Regions from separate parts of the Mus musculus genome. Here region 2 is linked to region 1. The links are chromatin contacts, called in public HiChIP or PLAC-seq maps. All regions are on one chromosome and are shown on one strand. Each heading gives the region's core, a stretch centred on a gene start, on an enhancer-like site or on the middle of the called end of the contact. The rest is flanking DNA. Distances are from core to core; before and after follow the strand shown. Region 1 has its middle 7.8 kb from the start of Gm47754. Region 2 has its middle 12 kb from the start of Gm31600.

What was found. HiChIP or PLAC-seq counts read pairs in DNA pulled down with a chosen protein or histone mark.
Region 2: a contact with region 1 is called in an H3K4me3 HiChIP or PLAC-seq map of bone marrow-derived macrophages, with 4 times the contacts expected there. The contact joins two enhancer-like sites. A contact is called at or near these places in 8 of 39 promoter capture datasets (the 3T3-L1 cell line, the C10 cell line, the HPC-7 cell line and 4 more), 1 of 484 Hi-C or Micro-C datasets (bone marrow-derived macrophages), 8 of 115 datasets of contacts at active chromatin or transcription factors (bone marrow-derived macrophages, cardiomyocytes, embryonic forebrain and 5 more) and 2 of 9 other capture datasets (liver and pancreatic islet).

Annotation. Positions count from the first base shown.
Region 1 is chr13:37,569,563-37,577,012 of GRCm38.p6, forward strand. No RefSeq gene overlaps it. Among named protein-coding and RNA genes, the nearest start is that of Gm47754, 7.8 kb to the right of the region's middle. Within about 2 kb of position 4,374, at least 10 of the 459 cell types and tissues checked have an H3K27ac peak or open chromatin away from gene starts, as enhancers often do. A contact at or near this core is called in bone marrow-derived macrophages, where this site is marked.
Region 2 is chr13:37,769,426-37,776,875 of GRCm38.p6, forward strand. No RefSeq gene overlaps it. Among named protein-coding and RNA genes, the nearest start is that of Gm31600, 12 kb to the left of the region's middle. Within about 2 kb of position 3,481, at least 10 of the 459 cell types and tissues checked have an H3K27ac peak or open chromatin away from gene starts, as enhancers often do. A contact at or near this core is called in bone marrow-derived macrophages, where this site is marked.

The DNA.
Region 1 (7,450 bases), core at 3,124-5,623:
GGCCTGGAACTTTCACTCCTCCCTCAACTTCTCAAATAGCTGGGTCTACAGGCCTAAGCCACCAGGAGGCCCAACTCATTGTCTTCCTGGTCTTCTTGCTATCTAACCAAGGTGAAGGGGTGGTCATGTGACCCTGGCTCAGCAAATAAGAATCTCTCTCTTGAAATAAGGACTAATGCTGTAAGTATGAAAAAAATCACGGAGGTTGAAGCCAGATTATGTGCCCTCTGCCTTCCATCCCTTAATCAGCCTAAAAGTGCTATGAAACAGGTAGGAACTCTGAGGAATCAGTGGGGAAACTCGAAGGACGACTGCATATGGAGGCAACACCAAAGGCAGGAATGGGCTGGAAATGAGGATGATAAACAGTAATTTATAGTATGGTGCAAAGTAGCTGGCAGGAAAGATCTCGAAAGCCTCTCTGAAGAGAAATGATACAAGCTTGAGGTGACGAATCTGCCCCTCACCTTGACTTGATGACTGTGAAATGCATACACTGATCCAAGCATCACACACCACAACACAAAATCTGTACAGTTAGAGGAAGAGCAGCAGAGTGGGAGGAGGGAGTCCAGAGGGAGGGCTCAGGAAGGAGAATGTCTTCTTCATGCACTCTGCTCTCCACCAGACTTTTAGAGCTCTCATGTGCACAGACTACCTCTGTCTGGGAAATGAAGCCCAAAGAAAGAGCCTGACTGCCCAACCCCTCTCAGGACCCCAAAAGTGCAGAAGATAGATAAACTCCCCTGTCTCTGTGTATCAGTCTTTCAAGACCCTTGAACCCCATTTCAAGTATCAGGCTGCCCTAACTCAGGAAGATAAAAAATGGATCTACCAGGCAAGACATCTGAGGCTCTCCCTGTCCTGGTGGGTCCCCCAACTTCATCTAGTCACTTCTACTCTCCCCCAAATCCCACGCCTACTTTGTCTCTCAGTTCTGAGAATGGCACAGTCTGAGGACTGAGAGAGTGGACCTTTGCTGAGATTCATGACATAGTCTAGGTACGTGATAGCCTACGGCAGTGGTTTCCAATTTTCTTAATGCTGTGACCCTTTATATAGTTCATGTTGTAGCTGGACCCCAACTTATTTCTGTTGCTACTTCATAAATTTTTGAATTGTTGCTACTTTAAATTTTGCTACTGTTATGAATCATAATATAAATATCTGATATTCAGGATATCAGATATGTAATCCTTGTAAAAGGATCTGCCGACCTCCCCCAAAAGAGGACATGTCCCACAGGCTGAGAACCACTGTCCTGAGAGATCATGAACACAGAGTGGGGAATAAAAACAGAGGAAAACAAACAGAATGAGTGATGGTAGATGGAGTCCCTGTAATAAAATGGAAACAAGAACTTAAAAATTAACTGTCAGCCTTTACCTAAGAAAGAAGGAAGGAGAACTCAGCTCTAAAGAGCCGATAGCCATCAGTGAAAACCAATTTGACATTGGACTTAAAAAACAAAGAGTGGATAGAGAGAATGGGGAGCCAAGGACGGACTTGGTGATGCAGCACTTGCCTAGAAGGTGAGATGCCCTCAGGCTCTAACCAAAGGACCACAAGGCAGAGAGAGAGAGAGAGAGAGAGAGAGAGAGAGAGAGAGAGAGAGAGAGAGAGAGAGAGAGAGAGAGAGAAGAGATAAGTGAACCACCCTTTCAGAAAGTAAACTTTGGTGTTTAATGTCACCAAGGCCATCTATCTGTACCCTTAACCTGGCTTCTGATTCTGGTGTGGACACTGAAAGGTAATTCTCCCCCCACATACACTTGGTCATAAGAAGCATCACATTAAACCTACCCAACCCCAGGACTCACTTCTGTCTAATGCATTAGAATCTACAGAGGGCGGTGGGGTAAGCATGCCTGATAAGTAGCCCTCATTCCTCGTCCCTCCCCATCCTCAGAGTGATGGTGAAAGACTCCTATTATAGGAAAGTTCCCACCCAGAACAATAGGAATGCACATAAGGTTTGTTATTATAGTGACCTGTGTGGCTAGAACTGAAGACACAGCAAGGTGGCCATCTCTAGGGAAATGGGTCTAAAGACTACTGTTGATAACCGCATGCAAGGGTTTAAACACTGTGGTAACTCATAGCCACTGAACTAAGTGTCCGCACACCACCACAGAGAGAACTTTAGACACATTTGATAGTCTGAAAAGAAGCGTATAAACGTGAAATGCAAACACATGCTTTCTATCCATGGGTATGGACTTAAATCAAAGGCATAAATCAAATTCCTGTAAAGTGGTTGTCTTTGAGGAGGAAAGAAAAGGAATGTGAGGATCAAATAAAAGAAGCAAAGCAAGATGTGCTTTGCCCAGACCTACGAGGACAGGGCCCACAAACTGGGAAGTAGACCTGATCCAATTCCTTACACATATCTGAGTTGGGGGTGGGAGGAAGCCCAAGTGAAATCAAGTCTAGAGTGAACTTCTAGAGACTTGGCTTCCTTCTGCCTGGGTTGTCGAAGCTTGCCTGAGGTCTGTCTCCTTCAGTTCTGTGACTCCCTGTATCCTCCCAGTAAATAACCATTCTACACTCCACCCTCTCCCCATGATGTGAGAGAATCAGCTTCTCCTTTTGGCCACTAACAACCCAGTGAGCCCCCCATGAACCTACTTTCAGGCCACACAGGACTCTATGTGGTGAGCTGCCTTTTGTGCAAAGAGATAAAATGACCATTGATCTCCCCAACCCAGGCTCCAGGGCCATGACTACTGTTTGACTTTGAAGTCCTGAGTTTCATAAGAAAGCAAGCTTTGGTTTCTGTCTTAGATTTTCTTTATGTAAGCTAAAAGAAACCCTTTCTTCCCCAAGTTGTTTTTGTTGATTGCTTTATCACAGCAACAGAAAAACAAAACAGGGTGCCATGCCCCAGGGGCCCTACTTGCCATAAGTTCCACAGATTCTCAAAAGAGGGCCACCACCTGGAGACTAACTTTTCAAACTCAGGAGCCTGTGGGGGACATTTCACCATTGTACCATCAGGAGGTCTTTAGGTCATAGAGGACATGACGACAACTGGCACCCCTTCTCACACTCCTCTGCTTCTGGGCTGGGAGGTGTCTGTACTCCAACTCTTGCTTCCACCTTGATGTGCTGTGTTGTCAGTGACAACCACCACTGTTCCAGGTTAGCTGCCAAATGACCCTTTATTTAACTCCCATTTCAAGAGATAGCTCTTTCAGGGCAACCTGATTTGGTGCCACTCTAATACGCAGCAGGTCTTGAACCCACTCTCAAGCAACCCCGAAAGCCTCTTAGCACAGGGATACTCTGAGATCAAATCTCCCTTCCCTGATACATTCTCTAATCCCACTTCTAATTTAAGAAGTTTCCTGATTTCCTTAATTCCTCTTGGTGCTTGCTGAGTTCTTTTTCCTAATCGCTCCTAATCAGTACACATGGTTTCTTCCCCACTGGCTACCCCCACAGACCTCCTACAATCCCCAATCCCCCAGTCCCCATCCCCTTCCTTAATAAGTTATCAGCTCTCCTGGGTGTCCAGCAGACTCATTTTCATTTCCTGGCCTCCCTGACGCCTAGGGACAAACACTAGCATAGAATATTTGGATAAGCAGAGCTAACATGCTGGTAGACTCTACAGTCACCTGAGTTGGAGGGGGCAGGGCAGAGAGAAGACTGGCTTTCTATAGGATCAACATACCTCCGTTTTGAGTTCCTAGTTGGCCTTGACATAAGGCCTACCACACAGCCACACTCCCTTTGCTGCGGACAGAAATCTCAGTCTCCACACACCTCCCAGGGGTTCAGGGAACAATCAACAAATTGTTATTAGTGAATGGTGTTCTTTTTATTATGTATTAGCCATTCCGGGAAAAACCAGTTATTCTATCACAGACAGCCTCTTACAAGAAAAAAGAAAAGGAAAAAGAAATAGGAGGGAGAACAGGGAAGGGCAGATAATGAGGAATTTCAATATCAGGGGGGAAAAAAGATTAAATTTGTACCCAGTTTACAATTTCATTTATCTTTCATGAAAATGAAATTCACGACATTCCAACTGATATGAAAAGCCTTGGAACAGCTCAGTCCATGAAAAAAAAAGAGATACTGGATACTGGCGACACTTCAGGAGGTAAACTCTCAAAGCATGCTTTCTGCATGGTCCAGATCTGACCCTGGAACGCTAGCTACCTCTGAGCATTCAGATGATGGTACTGGGAAAGCCCAGAGCAACTTGCTGGCTGAAGGGCAAAACAGATCTGTCTGGGAGTGGACCCTGTTGTTGTGAGTCAATTGTTCAGTGTTCCCTCTAAAAGAAATTCCACGATGTTCAGCTTCGTGTTTTCTGCAGCTAGATGCAGGCAGCTGTCTTGTTGACTAAGCATATCTTTAAAGAACCAGGCGAGTTAGGCTGGGTCTAAAAGAAAGGAAACACCCAAACGGGCTTGCTGCTTGCTTGTTCCTTCTGTTTTCTGTTCCCGTCGATTTTATTTTGTGGTATCTATCCAAGTATCTAGATAGACAGAGAGATAAGGGGTGCAAAATGCAAGGTGGTTCCAGGCAGATGTAGGTAGGAACAGTATCATATCACCCCACCATGGCCCACAAGACCACCACAGCTCTCCTTCGTTCCATAGGAACAGTTCTCCATGCTGTTTGTCTAGCAAAACTGCCTGTTCCCGTCATGTGCCTGGTGCCCCCTGAGAAACCCATCTAAGGACAGGAAAGGGAAGCAAGTCTTACTAAGCCCTATTTGTGGAATTCTCTGTGCTGCCTGATTTTTCTGGAGAGGCAGGAACAGATGTCTCCTCATCTCAGATAGGGCATCCAGGGCAGGTCCAAGAAACAACTCCACCCCAGTCTAACTTGGTGAGGGAAGGAACGTATTGTGATTACCTGGCAATGGCTTGTGATGGAAGGACAGATGACTCAAGGGAACTGCCTCACTACACAGCCCACCCAGCATGGATGAGGGCTGAGAACACCTCACTGCTGGACCCTGCACAACCTGCAGGGAGCGCCACTGAAGAAAATCTCCCCCACCCCCACCCCAGAAACTGTTTACTGCTTGTCTGACCTCGGGGAGAGGACAGGCCATGTGCATCTTCTAACACTGGGTTTGAGGAGGCTTGTAAGTTTTGTGGGCCTTTTAGCTTTAAGAGACTCTTTCCTCCCTTAGAAGGGAATGTTGAGATTTTGAGGAAACAACTACACAGGCATCCTACCTTCCCATCCACTTTCCCCATTAAATTAAATTTGTCCGTAAAGCAAGCTATCAGAAACTCAGTGTTATTTCTGTCAAGAAGTCTTAACTTGCCCTTCAATGTAGTTTTTTGCTCTGTAATGAACATCCTCCATACCCTGGCTTTGTCTCCTGTCTGTTTTCCTCGATGCCCACAGGAACCTGAAACTCTGAGTAGAGAGCCCAGTCTGTTTCTTTTATCTTTGAGAACTCCCTCACCACCAGCAGCCCTGTGAGGATGGGCATATCTTGAGTGTATGAGATAGGTCTAGACGAGTGCCACTGGACCTGGGTAACAGTAGAAAATGTGGCTTCCGAAAAGCAAATGAGCTAATAATCCACTGTCTAAGTCAGGGTTTCTATTCCTCCACAAAACATCATGACCAAGTTGGGGAGGAAAGGGTTTATTCAGCTTACAGTTCCACATTGCTGTTCATCACCAAAGGAAGTCAGGACTGGGACTCACACAGGGCAGGAATCTAGAGGCAGGAGCTGATGCAGAGGCCACGAAGGGCTGTTGTTTACTGGGTTGCTTTCCCTGCCTTATTCAGCTTGCTTTCTTATAGAACCCAAGACTACCAGCCTAGGGATGGCACCACCCACAATGGGCTGGACCCTGATCCCTTGAGCGATCACTAATTGAGAAAATGCCTTATAGCTGGATCTCATGGAGCATTCCCTCAAGGGAGGCTCCTTTCTCTGTGATAACTCCAGCTTGTGTCAAGTTAACACACAAAACCAGCCAGTACAGTTGACCCCTTGTCAACTTAACACACAAACACATCACTATTAAGCCTTAGCCCTTGCTTTCTTATTCATCCCCAAGATCTAAATAACTTTAAAAGTCCAACAGTCTTTACAAATTGTTACATATTAAAATTTTAACCCTTTTAAAATATCCAATCTCTTTTGAAATTCTAAGTCTCTTAACTGTAGACTCCGCTAAAATACTTCTACTTCAAGAGGGAAAAATATCAGGGCCCAATCACAATCAAAAGCAAGGTCAAACTCTTACCTTCCAATGTCTGGGACACACTCATGACCTTCTGGGCTCCTCCAAGAGCTTGGGTCACTTCTCCAGCTCTGCCCTGTGTAGCACACACCTTGTCTTCTAGGCTCCAGCTGCTGCTGCTGTTCTTGATGATCATCTCAGGGCACTGGCATCTCCAAAACACTGCTGTGTTCTGTTGCAACTAGACAGCACTTTCACAAATAACCTCCCATAGGCTCTTTTCATGGTGCTAAGCCTCAACTTCTCTGTGTGACCCCTTCAGTCCTGGGCCTTCAAATGCCATTGAGGCTACACCTTTACCCATGGCCTCTTCTGGCCTCTCACAGGGTCAAGCATCAGCTGCTAACCCTTCATTGTTTCAAAACTCTTCTACATTACCAAGTCTGGCTGCCAACATGAGGTACAACTGTGGCTGACTCTGGAACACAGCTTCTCTGTGTTCCACTTCCCAGAAGATTTCACCTTAGTGATGCTGGTCTCTTCTTAGTCACCACTAATTTCCTAGCTCCAGCTAACCAGCATCAATCATCCCAGTAATACAAAGGTTTTGTTTTAGCAGTTCTGGTATCTTGTTAATCACAGCTGATTCTTCAGCTCCAGCTAACCAAAACTATAGAATCTTCACAATCAAAACAGCTACAGCCCTGATAAGAGTCTTTAATCTTCCCTCTGAAATTTCACAAGCCAGCCCTTCACCATTTTCACTTTTCTCAACATTATCTTCCAAGCTCCTACACAACATCCCACAGAGCTCTTAACAGCAAATGGGTCTTCTAGCCCAAAGTTCCAAAGTCTTCCCACAGTCCTCCCCAAAACATGGTCAGGCTGTCACATGAATACTCCATTTCTGGTACCAGTTTGTCTTAGTCAAGGTTTGTATTCCTGCACAAAACATCATGATCAAGAAGCAAGTTGGGAGCCGGGCGTGGTGGCGCACGCCTTTAATCCCAGCACTTGGGAGGCAGAGGCAGGCCAATTTCTAAGTTTGAGGCCAGCCTGGTCTACAAAGTGAGTTCCAGGACAGCCAGGGCTACACAGAGAAACCCTGTCTCAAAAAAATGAAATAAAAATAAAAAAGAAGAAGAAGGAGGAGGAGGAGGAGGGGGAGGAGGAGGGGAAGAAGAAAAAGAAGAAGAAGAAGAAGAAGAAGAAGAAGAAGAAGAAGAAGAAGAAGAAGAAGAAGAAGAAGAAGAAGAAGAAGAAGAAGAAGAAGCAGCAAG
Region 2 (7,450 bases), core at 2,231-4,730, 200 kb after region 1:
CCTGGAACTTCGGGCTAAAATCAGCCCATCCTTCCTTAAGTAGCTCCTTATCAGATATCTGGTGGCAACAATGAGAAAAGTAACTCATTGTCACCATTTCTGACAAAGAAAAAATAAACAATACATATTACATATGATTATATAAATTTAGAAAGTCTTCTAAATAAGTTGATTAGTGACACAGACTTCCACTTGCATAGGACGTCTTTATTCTATTATTATTGGGCTTGACACACACAAGGCTTTGCAGACACTGCAATAATTCAGTATCCTGATGACTGGTCCATCACCATGAAGGAACCTCAGTCTTAGAGCAGAAACACTTTGCCACAGTTTGGGTTATTGTCACTGCAGTGAGACACCATGTCCAGTGCAGCTCTGGGAGGAAAGGGTTTGTTTTGCTCACAGTTTCATATCAAAAGCAGTGAGGGCAGGAACTCACCAAGGCTGGAACCTGGAGCAGGAGCTGACGCAGAGGCTATGGAGGGGGTGCTGTTGCTTACTGGCTTGCTCCTGCCTTGCTCTGCCTGCCTTTTTATAGAGCACAGACCACCAGCCCAGGGCTGCCACCATCCACAATGGGCTGGGCCCTCCCCCATCAATCACTAATTAAGAAAATACCCTCCAGCTGGATTCTATAGAAATCTTTCCTCTCCACTAAGGCTCCCTCCTTTTAGATGACTCTAGCTTGTGTCAAGTTGACATTAAACTAGCTAGGGCACAAACAGAAAAAAAAAAAAAAAAAAAAAAGAAAGAAAGCAGAAAAGGGTCCTTGGCACATCTTTAACCTGTTTTGGGTGATTTAAGCAAAATGGGATTAAATGTTTTCCCCTCTGGTTGAAGCCTATGGTCCCAGCCATTTGGAAGATAGAAGCAAGAGGATTACTGGGGCTCAGGGGTTTAAGACCAAGCTGACCAATATAAGCAGCCTCCATCTAAAACTAATAATAAATATTTTAATTAAAAGAAAAAAATCTTTTCCCAGAACTTCTGAGTTCATGAAGTCGGTCTTGTCTGCACTTTGCTTCCTCTCTGTGTCCTTGGGAATCCCACACATGTTCCAGTTTTTCAGATCTCTATAACATATCACCAAATACTTACTGGATGATAGCGATCTTGCTCATAACCTCAATGGTATCTATACCTCAAATTAACTGCACTCATTGGATTGTCTTTGTGATAGTTTGATGATTTCCAGATGCAGATATGAATAGAAAGGGGGTGGAGACGCAGCACACTCATTCAAAATGGAACCAGAACCTCAGCTACCACATGTGTTTTAAATATATTATCCATACAATTAAGAATACAGTATTATAAACCAGCTCTACAGATCTTAGGATAAAACCAATGACAGCAAGTCTTCTAAGCCACAAAGAGGGTCTTAATAATAGAGATTCCATGGTGACACACTCTGAATATTCCTGAATATTACAAACCTTCCTTAAAAAAACAAACATGTTCCTTTCTGACATTTTTCCTTCATTCATATTCATATATATACATATATATATCCTTCCATGTATATATGAAAAAATATATATGTTCATTTTATTTTGGGAAATTTTAGAGAAATTTTTAAAAAGGTGACTTTTTGGGTCTTTTTTTTTTTTTTTTTTTTTAATTTGGTTTTTCGAGACAGGGTTTCGCTGTAGCCCTGGCTGTCCTGGAACTCACTCTGTAGACCAGGCTGGCCTCGAACTCAAAAATCCACCTGCTTCTGCCTCCCAAGTGCTAGGATTAAAGGCGTGTGCCTCCACTGCCTGGCCAAAAGGTGACTTTTAAAATACAAAATAAAGTCTAGATGTAATGACACACACCTTTATTTCCAGCACTCCATGGATAAACATCTTGACTTCCTCAAGTTCAAGGTCAGCCTGGTCCTCATAGCAAGTTCTAGGATAGCCACAACTATATACATATCATTTATATTCACTCTCTAACTCACCCAAAACCCCAAAATTAGATTATTTTAGTAACAGATAGCACAGGATTTCAGTGCAAATATTTTACTGTTTAAGAAATGAGAACTATATTTTAAATATAATCACAAACTTACCAATATTTAAATCAGCAACAATAATTCCTTAATGCTCTCTAAAGTATAATCAGTATTCCCTAAATGTATTTTTAAAAATATCAGATGTGCCTTCTCTTCCCTTTTTCTTCCTAAAAGTAGGTATAGGCTATATGTTGTGGTTGTGTGTATGAGTGGGTGTTGTGCACATGAATAAACAGGCATGTGTGCATACATGCGCATACGGAGACCAGCAGTTAATACTGGCTCTCCCCTTTAGTCTCTCTCCACTAGTTACACTCTGAGACAGGATCCCTCACTAACCATCTGGACAATAAGCTTCAGGAATACACCTTTCTCCACACCTCCCCTCAGCGTTGGAGTTACAGATTCAGACCTACTACACTCAATTTTATTTGTTTTGATTTTGAGGCAGGGTCTTACTGTGTAGCCCTATCTGGCCTTGAACTCATAGAGATCTGTCTGTCTCTGCGCCCCGAGTATTGCCTGGCCTGAACCCGTGTGCTGGTTGTCCAAACTCATGGCAAGCACTTCACTAACTGAGCCATCTCCCATACTTCATTCTCTTCCCCCTCTTTTGAGACAACTCATTTTGTAGTTCAGGCTATCCTGTAACTCAATGTATAATAAATTAGGCTAGCCTGGAACTTGTAGCTCCCCTCTTGCCTCTGCCTCCTGAGTGCCAGGATTACAGACATGTATCACCTTGTTCAACTTCTATCCTAAACATTGTTGTTGTTTTGCTTGTGAGTTGGTTGTGTTTTTCTTTTCTTTTTTAGAATTTATTAATCACATTGACAGATGAACAAACTAAAATTCAGTTTCTTTTTATTTTTAAAGATTTATTTATTACTGTATCTAAGTACATTTTAGTGGTCTTCAGATGCACCAGAAGGAGTCAGATCTCATTACAGATGGTTGTGAGCCACTATGTGATTGCTGGGATTTGAACTCAGGACCTATGGAAGTGCAGTCAGTGCTCTTAACTGCTGAGCCATCTCTCCAGCCCTTGTTTTGTTTTTCAAGACAGGGTTTCTTTGTGTAGCTCTGACTGTCCTGGAACTAGCTATGTAGAGCAGGCTGGCCTCAAACTCAGAGGATCCTCCTGCCTCTGCATCTATCTCTACCTCTGGAGTGCTGGGATTAAAGGTGTGCACCAACACCGCTGAGCTGAGCTCTCCCTTCAACTTTTACGGACAGTAGCTGGGTTTCTTGTGGTGGTGGTGGATTTTGTTTTGTTTTATATTTATTTTATTACTTTACGGGTATCAGTATTTTTGTCTGCATGGATATATGGGCACTATGTGCCCATGGGGGCCAGAAATAGGCATCAGATTCTCTGGAACTACAGTTCATACATACAGTTGCAAGGTGCCATGTGTCTGTTTTAAGGAACTCACAGAGCTGAAATCCCCTTGCAGTTCCTCTTAGGAACATTTCCTTAAATAAATGTTTAGTCATGGAATACTTTATCACAAATTCAACAATCCCCGCCTGCCGTCACTGAGATAGACCCACACTCTACACAGCAGTAGCAACAAGACTGCAGAGGGTCGTTCCTCAGGGCCTATTACCAAGGCAGCCCCTGAGAACAGAGAGCATGGTCAGGAGATCTTGATGCTAATCTCAAATAACCACTATTTAACTTTACATCCTAACTGAGCAAATTCTCCCCTGTATGCCAATGCAAAGGCTGCAAAGTGAATGAATAGGGTAGTCCAAACAACCTTGAAATTTCCTTCTGCCTTTTTGTTTTGTTTATTTGTTTGTTTTGTGAGACAGGGTTTCTCTGTGTAGCCTTGTCTGTCTTGGAACTTACTCTGTAGACCAGGATGGGCTTGAACTCACAGAGATCCACCTGCCTCTGCTTCCCAAGTGCTGGGATTAAAGGCATGCACCCCACTGCCCACTTCCTTTTTAAGATTCAATGTGTTTGATATTATATTTAACTTTGTTTTAAAAGTCTACCTTCTATATCTTCTATATCTTGTGCTCCCTGTCAACAAATTCAACCACCTGAGGGGGGGATCCCCAAATTAACAGAGCTGTACTTAATATGCAGAGACTGTTTTGCTAGTCCTTGTTTTCTAAACAATACTATGTAACAGCTTTTTAAATAGCATTTACATTGTTACAAGACACCTAGCCCAGACTGAAAGTACATAACAAAGGGCTGGGGGGGGAGCCCTGCTGGCAAAGTGCTTGCCCTGGGTTTGATCTCTAGCTCTGAAGGAAAAAAAAAGGGGGGGGGGAGTTTCCACTCCAGATCCCTGGAAGTGAAAACCAGGAGTCAAATTTCAACATCACCCTGCCCTGCATAGTTTAAAGATAGCCTGGCCTACAAGACTTGGACCAATCCTCTTTTGGTACTGACTGATGGATGCAGAGACAACTGGCTGGTTATACTGTATGTCATGGTGTTATTTGCAAAGATTAAAAACATATCTATTGCAGGAGACATTGTATCATTTGCAATCAAATAACCAAACCCTGTCCATGATGGTGCATGCCTTTGATCCCAGCACTGAGGAGGGAGCGGCCATCAGATCTGTGAGTTCAAAGCTAGCCTGGTCTACAGACTGAGGTCCAGAACAGCTAGGGTTACACACACACACACACACACACACACACACACACACACACTCAAACCTGCCTTGATAAATAAATAAGCAAATAAATAAGCAAACAAAACCAGCCCAATAGCACCCTTAAGTTGCTCATTGGCCTTTCTAAGCTTCACTATCTTAACTGAACTGCAATTCTTTGTTTTGGACAAGATCTTTCCTACAAGACAAACCTTTAAAGAGTCCTCTCTGTGATAAAATTCAGTGTCACCTCTGGAGACTGGTAGGTCCTCAAGCTATGCCTGTTACATAAATAAATGGTGGGGTCCGTAATCTGGGGCTTCATATCATTGTCCCATCTACCTTACAGAGGACCCTGCCCAGCAAAATGAGCCAATGCATGTAAACACACAATTTCTATTTCATAATTAAAATATAAAATATTACTTGCATGTGAAAACATTGCAAGTAGACAGAACCTTGCTGCTAATGTTTGGCAAGGAACGAGTGGTGGGCATTTTTCTTTTCTACTTGTAATTTCATCTCTCTTTGTAAGGTGTGTATCTCTCCATCCCTGTTTACTTTCTCTCCTCTCTCCAGTACCAGGGATCAGACCTAGCACCTAGCTCATGCTAGGAAAGTACTCTACCACTGAGCTATCTACACCAGCCCTCTTTTTACTTTTTTTTTTTTGGATACAAGATCTGAGTTTGAGATCCTCCTACCTCAGCATCCTGAATAGCTGAAGTTAAAGACCTTAAAGACTGGTGCCACAGGGTCTACTTGCTCTTAGGTTCTCTCTCTCTCTCTCTCTCTCTCTCTCTCTCTCTCTCTCTCTCTCTCTCTTTCTCCTCTCCTCTCCTATTCATTCACTACCATTTTTACACTTGTCTCTAACACTCTTTGGGGAAAATTTTGGACTCACAATATTTTTACTTACATTTTTTTTTTTTTTTACAGTGGTTTAATGGAGCAGTTGACATTCAGTAGAAGCTGTCCTTTGGGGACTGGTGGGATTCATAGGTGAAGGTGACTGGCACTCAAGCCTGGTGACCTGAGTTCAATCTCCAGAATCCATATACAGGTGAAAGGCAAGGGCAACATGGTCCTCAGACCTGTGGCCTACACACACACACACACACACACACACACACACACACACACACACACAAATGTAAGATAGGCCTGGTGTTAAGTGACTTGGCCCAATCCTAGTCTAAGGCTTGTGATACTAGGTAGGGTTGGTGTGCAAAGGGCATCTTTGAGGGACTGAAAAGATCTCACGGAACAAAGATGCCTGCTATCAAGTCTGAATGCCTGAGTGTAAGCTGGTCCTCGGATCTCCTCCCCGTTTTATTTGTTAAGATTTATTAATTGTATTATTTACATGTGTGAATGTTTTACCTGCATGTTTGTATATATGTATGGCCATCATATGCATGCCAGGTGTCCGCAGAGGTCAGAAGAGTGTGTCAGATCCCCTAAGACTAGAGGTACAGAGGGTTGTGAACCCAGGCCTCCTCAAGAGCAACAAGTGCTCCTGATTTCTAAGACAACTCTCCAGCCCTCTCCCATTAAAAAAAAAAAATGTAATAAAATTGATAAAGCATCTTTGAGGCCTGGGCAGCACTTGTCTAGCGTGTCCATATAAACTGCTTTTTAAGACTGGGTATGGTGGCATATGCTTTTAATCCCAGCACTTGGGAGGCAGAGGTAGGTGGATTTCTGTGAGTTCCATGACAGCCTGTTCTACAAACTAAGTCCAGTACATTTAGGGATATTACACAGAGAAACCCAGTCTCAAAAAAAAAAAAAAAAAAAAAAAAAAAAAAAAAAACCACCCAAACAACAAAAACAAAACAACTGCCTTTTTTTTTTTTCTTACTTAAGACTTTCAATTGGGCCGGGCGTGGTGGTGCACGCCTTTAATCCCAGCACTCGGGAGGCAGAGGCAGGCGGATTTCTGAGTTCGAGGCCAGCCTGGTCTACAATGTGAGTTCCAGGACAGCCAGGGCTATACAGAGAAACCCTGTCTCGAAAAAAAAAAGACTTTCAATTGACAATAGATTTTTTTGGCAACTAAGTCACTGCCATCTGTAAATAGCTTAGTGCCAATCTTTTTTTATTGGATTTGGGGAATCAATTCAGGCTAGATGTTTGCTAGACAGGCATTCTACCACCAACCCAAACTCTCAGTTCAATAAGCCAGTCAAATTTAAATAAAGCCATTTTCTCACCTTCTCTAAGTTAAAATCAGGCAAGAGGCAGGGTGGCATTGATTATAGGTTTGAGATACATGGAATTCCTGACCTACCGTCAACACTCACAGCTCCTAACAGACAACCCTGATGGGAACTGAATGGGAACAGTTGTTTGAATAGTTCTTTAAAAACTCATTTCCTTCCTACTTCTCTTTTACTATGACACTAAAATGATTTTTCATAATTCCTGATGGCACATAAGCATTCCTCTTCACTATGTTCAAATCTTGTAGGGGCTTAGAAGTGACAGTTCCTAAATGAATTATTAGCCCTAAACAATAACACACACACATGTGCACGCACACACACACACTTATACATGCACACACTCATACACATGTGTGCATTTATGTGTGCATACTCATAGACACACACACTTATAACCATACACATGCATACTCAAATGTGTGCACACCCATGAACACATACACATGCATGCACATGTGCACACAAGTTCCAATGCACACACACAAACAAATGAAGGCCTTTTTTTTTTTTTTACATCATAAAAAGTGCACATTCTAATTTCTACTGGGTGACTTGCAGGTCCCTTCCAGCATTGAAGATGGACAGGTCTTGTGATAAAG